Linked DNA regions of Rattus norvegicus: region 1 is linked to region 2. A link is a contact called in public Hi-C data. All regions are on one chromosome and are shown on one strand. Each heading gives the region's core, a stretch centred on a gene start, on an enhancer-like site or on the middle of the called end of the contact. The rest is flanking DNA. Distances are from core to core; before and after follow the strand shown. Region 1 holds the start of Tcf4 (transcription factor 4). Region 2 has its middle 290 kb from the start of Mc2r.

What was found. A called contact is a pair of places that touch in the nucleus more often than the background predicts.
Region 1: a Hi-C map of frontal cortex shows a contact between it and region 2, with 2.8 times the contacts expected there. The contact joins the promoter of Tcf4 here to the enhancer-like site in region 2. A contact is called at or near these places in 3 of 12 Hi-C or Micro-C datasets (the A7r5 cell line, Schwann cells and frontal cortex) and 1 of 1 datasets of contacts at active chromatin or transcription factors (oligodendrocytes).

What each region holds. Positions count from the first base shown.
Region 1 is chr18:65,218,229-65,220,928 of GRCr8, forward strand. It overlaps Tcf4 (transcription factor 4), which reads left to right and starts at 1,417. Exons shown (of 19, transcript NM_053369.2): 1 at 1,417-1,508. The coding sequence starts at 1,437.
Region 2 is chr18:64,578,118-64,580,817 of GRCr8, forward strand. No RefSeq gene overlaps it. Among named protein-coding and RNA genes, the nearest start is that of Mc2r, 290 kb to the left of the region's middle. Within about 2 kb of position 1,389, at least 3 of the 93 cell types and tissues checked have an H3K27ac peak or open chromatin away from gene starts, as enhancers often do.

The DNA of each region.
Region 1 (2,700 bases), core at 167-2,666, 640 kb after region 2:
TTTCAAAGTGCCTCCGGTGGATGAACCCGGCAAATCCTCAACTGTTCAGGCTTCAGATTGTAACTGGCGATCTGAGGGGGAAAATGAGGTGCTGGGTGAATTTTCCTTGGTGGGTTTTGTTTTTTTTTTTCTTCCTCGAGACGGGGGAGGTGTTGGGATTTTTTTTTTTTCTGGGGTGGGGGTGTTTCCTAGGCAGCCCGACCCGGAGCGCCGCGTCTCCCCGCCGGAGCCCCCCCACCCATTTCTTTGCTGAACTTGCAATTCCGTGCGCCTCGCCGTGTTCCCCCTCCCCCCTTCCCTCGTCCCCTCCCCTCCCGGGAGAAGAGAGTTGGTGTTAAGAGTCAGGGATCTTGGCTGTGTGTCTGCGGATCGGCGGCGGCGGCGGCGGCGGCGGCGGGGAAGCCGGAGCGGGCGCGGGCGCCGGCCGTTGGAGGAGGTGGTGGTGGCGGAGGCAGGGGGATAGACATGACCGCCGCCTGGGCGCCGGCGCTGCACCGGGAGCCCCTCGTCGCGCGCGGGCGGTAGGTAGCGGCGCGGCGGGGCCGGCTGGGCGGATGCGCGGCGGGGCCGGGCCGGGCCGGGCTGGGCGGCCGCACACGGGCTCGGGGCCCCGTGGTCCCGGCTGTCCCCGCCGGGGTTCGGGAGCTGGGGAGCGGCGGCGTCCCCTCCCCCGGCCTCCGCCCCCTCCGGGCCCGGCGGGCTCCCGGGCACAGCGCACTTTGCCAATGGGCCTGACTTCAATTTTTTTTTTTTACAACCCTTTCTTTCACAAATTAGGGGTGCAGGACAATTGGAGGACCCTGAGGCTCTTCTGGGCTCTCCCTCCCCGGCAACCCCACCCCCCTGTGGACCGGTTTGCACTCCAGAGACGCTGGTCTTTAATTTCTTTCGAGCTACTTTGCAGGGCGAGGGGGGGGGGTGGGGGGTGGGGGGGGAGGGAGTGCTATGAGTGTGTGCGAGTGTGTGCGCGTGAGTGTGTGCGTGTGAGGGGGTGGGGTGGAGGGTGGGGGGAAAGTTGAGACCGGTTCGTGCAGTAGTTTCTCTTTTCTCTGTGATCCATTCATTTCTCGCTCTACCTCCTGTTGCATAAATGGATGCGCTGAAGAGCGGCTACCCCCCTTCTCTCCTGGATTTGGTTTTATAGTGGATGTTACTAGTTTGATCGTCTCTTTGGAAATACAATATTGCTATTTTTCCTTTTTTTTTTTTTTTTTGCTATTGCTGCCTATTCCATTAAAAAAAAAATCAAAACAAAACCCAACAACTCTCCCATTCCTTCCTCCTTTTCTACCTTAATCCCATCCGCCCCTATATCCCCCCCACCCCACCAAACCCCCCAGTCTCCAAAAATCCGATTGTGTTTTCTCCAAGGATTGGGACTGGATTTTCTGATTGCGGTTATTTCCATGTTTCTAGGTTTGTGTGATTTTGCTAAAATGCATCACCAACAGCGAATGGCTGCCTTAGGGACGGACAAAGAGCTGAGTGATTTACTGGATTTCAGTGCGGTAAGAAAGAACGGTGGAAACTAACAACAGCTGTGGAAAAAAAAAAAAAAACAACCCTCCCCCAACACTCCAGCTAGGCACCCATAGACATGGGAAAGACTGGGATAATTTTTAATTGGCTGAATCCTTGGAAAATGTGAGGGTCTTTTTGACAAGTTTTTTTCTTTTTAACAACTAATTTTGGGATGTGGAAAACTCAAGCTTTTTTATTTTTATTTTTTACGAGTTTAATTACTTGCCTTGATTTCTTTACCTACCAATTTCTCTATAAATAATGGAATCTCAATCCAGCAGAAAGGAAAACCAGATAACCCTCTTAAAACTATAAAGTCCACCAAAAACTTGGCCACGTCTGCACACAGAGTGCGCTGCTAACTTTGTGTCAGGCTGCACATCTGATTTACATAATATTTATTTACTTTAAAAATGGAAAATAGGCAGTAGAGGAGCTAGGTGCCCTGAACTTGAGGCGGATGGTTCTGTGTGGGTCCTCTTGACTTCCGCCTGGTCGCCTCTTCTGGGATTCTGGGAACTCCTATGCATAAATTGAGCATACATTGTTCAGTGTGCCTTGGACTATTTTAGTAAATTACAGTCTTGAAATCAGCACAAAGAGGAACTTACACACTTGTGGAGTTTTTACTACTGTACTCTCTTGGTTCTTCTTCCCTCCCCTCTGCTTCCAGACAAGTCAGGAGCATGGATGCAGTTTTAATGCCAGATGAGTTTGGTGTAACATGCGTTTTGTAAAGCAAAAGGGGGAAAAAAAAGAATCCCCCCAAACACACAAATAAAATCCACACCACCTTCTAAGTGGGGCTCCCCCACTCTGCTCCCGCTCCTGCTGCCTGCCGAAGCTGGCTGCCACCTCTGCTGCTCCTCCCGCAGACCCCGTGGAGAAGTGGTTCTCTGAAAGTTTTGGCAGGAAGCAGTGGCCCATAGGCGGCTTTGCAGCCCCCTTTCTGCTTGTTGCACTTTCTCCATTCGCTCCTTTGCTTTTTTGCAGGCTCTGACTCGGGGAAGGTGTGTGAAACGCATTAGACTGGAGGAGAAGAGGGAAACCAGTTAGGGCGGAAATAGATGCTGGAGAGAGAGAGAGAGGGAGTGAAAGATTGAGAGAGAGTGAGAGAGAGAGAGAGAGAGAGAGAGAGAGAGAGAGAGAGAGACTTGCCTACGTTGCTCTCATGTTTGA
Region 2 (2,700 bases), core at 139-2,638:
GGGACAATCTACCACAACGGGAGAACTAGTCATTTTAGGAACCACAGTGGGACCAATTGTTCCCTTGCCTCCTTTTGTTCCTCCCTCAAGTTGAATCCTTGGAGTGGTGCTTCTCACTCACCCGTGAGCCCAGCTGGCTGTCTAGCCTCCACCAGGGTGCACTATTTCCTTTTAATGTCTATTCCCCAGGGCTTCCTCTGGGTGATGCTAGAACATAACATCTTAGCATCACTTTGCCCCGCCATTGTCCCTTGCATGGTAGCCTGGTCACTGGTGCAGACTCCTGAGCTAGGTCCAATGGGAGTTGCAAAGGGTGGCCAGGTATTGCTTCTTGCCACGTAGGATCTCCTAAGGTGGCTGAGAAGAAAAGAGATGTACTCTTAAGATCACTAACCATATCCAGCAGGAAATAAGTTCCAAGCAAGCAATACGTGGGCTACGGGCTGACGAGGACATGGGGAAACATAAATGAACTGATCAGAAAGGCTTCATCGAGAAGGTAGTAATTGATTCATTCCTTGAAGGGAAGAAGGAATTAAATGGTGCCCGGGAGGTCTGCAACACTACTGTTTCCAGAAACATTCTCTCCCTCAAATCTCGTTGTGGGAACAGCTCTGGGAGGAGAGGAGAATCGCCGGTGGATTCGTTTTGATGAGGAAAGATGCCAAGAGCCCCCACCGTGGTCCCGGTCATGTTGCTGAAGGTTTTCTGCTGAAGGTTATACTGAGTCGGGTGTAGGTCATGTACAGTTAAATCTTCCATTTTCTTGATTTTCTTAAGAAACATGCTTTACGGGGAGATATTTTAATCAGCTCGAGTTTCTCTCTGGACTTCAGAAAAACCCTTGCACCTGATTCCCAGCTTTAAAAAAAATCGTTTATATTTCAGACCTCAAGCATTCAATTACTTAAACATTGTCAGGAACAGATTAATAATGGTAGGGCCGGGTAAAACTCTAAAATGATCTTTACACACACACACACACACACACACACACACACACACACACACCATTATTTTAGGCTTCATATTTCAAAGTTTTATCAAACTACCCCCACCCCTTAATCTAAACCATTGTTTTCCAAGGGAAATTTAATAATAAGATCCGCCATGTGTTTCTGCTTAATTTTGGAAGCCTGTGTTATGCAGTCAAAGATTCTCATTTGAAAATAATTCCTGTCCTTATTCTAAAACTGCCAGGGGGGTTAAGATTTAAAAAACATGTCGCAGCTCTCAAGTTTCAGTTTTGCCTAAAGCCAAGCAGGGCTGGAAGATCAAAGTTTGGAGTGTAGTTCTAAAGTTAGACCCAGTGCCTTGCTAGCCCAGCTCATGAGCTCACAAATGGGGAGCAAAGGCCCCACAGCTGCCTGTTCAGGTCCTGTGATGATTAGCTCAGGGCTGGAGGAGACCCCCCTCCTGCCCACGGGCAGTCCACTGAGCCCTGAAGGCATAGTAGATCACAGGCTTCCTGACTTACAAAAACTAAGCTTGGGAGGGGCTAGAACTTAACAGAAAATGCTGTTGGTGGGTGCTTGCTGCCTGCCCAGCCTACCTTTAGTGGGAGCTGTTTGTCAGCATGACATTTTCACCTAACAAACTCTCAAAGATGGGTAGACTGGGGGAGGGGTGCTACTTGCTATTTTTTTTTAAACCATGTCTAGTGCTGTTAAAGTGAATGAATGGGATGTGTTCGTGCGTGCGTGCATCTGTCTGTCTGTCTGTGTTTCCTTAAGCCTCCAAACTCTATTTGCCTCCTGTTATTTTGTCCCCAATTTGCCTCTTTCAAACCTGAATAGAACTACCCATAAATACTTAGAGCATGGGATGTCTGGATGCTGTCAAAGAAAAGCTCTCCATTTACCCTTCTGGAACAGTTGACCTCTCTGTGAGCAGCGAAGGTGCAGAGTTCAATTCCGAGTTAAAATCCTAGGGTTCAGAGATCTTGGACATCCAACATCAATGTGGTTCTTTACAATGAGGAGCCCCAGTTTTGCAGAAATGAAAACCACCTTGACGTGTAAATGCACCTTAACGTAGCCAGGCACAAATGCTCGACTTTGGAAAGTTGGCCGTAGTGATGAGAAGATGTAGCGTTTCCCCATGGCATGCGGTCTGCCCTCCTCCTGTCGACGGGAGCCTTCTACAGTACAGTCCTTTACGTGTGACTAGTGCCATTGAGGCTTCCTGTCGAGTGCTGGTCCCCTAACAGCTGTTCGTGGAGAAACACGCAAAGTATCTCTCTGTTTTTCAATCAGAGCCTGCTCCTCATCATAAACGCTCCTTAGACCATTTTCACAGAGCCTTACAGGTGTTACAGTGGCTTCTTCGTTTGGAGGCCAGGTCTGCGCTTGTGCAATTGATCATGGGCGAGCAGGTGAGCTGCAAAGTTTTGCTCAAGCTGTCCACCTCGCTATTTTTACCCTGGTAGGACTGACTCAGCTCTCTGTTCTCCTTCTCCAGAACACAGTAGATCAGCTCCTTCTGTAAAAGAGTCATCAGATGCGCTCTCTACAGATGCTTACGTAATCTGTCCTCAAGGTTTTCCATGGCCTCTGAAGAATGAGACTCCTTATCTAAGTGGCTGGTAGGCAAGGTCTCTCTCTGGTAACCAAAGCCAATTTGGGGTGAGAATAGCAATTCATGTTAATCCTTTTCTTCAAATTTTGGTGCTAAAAGCTGCTTTAGGTAAACCCTTAGTGT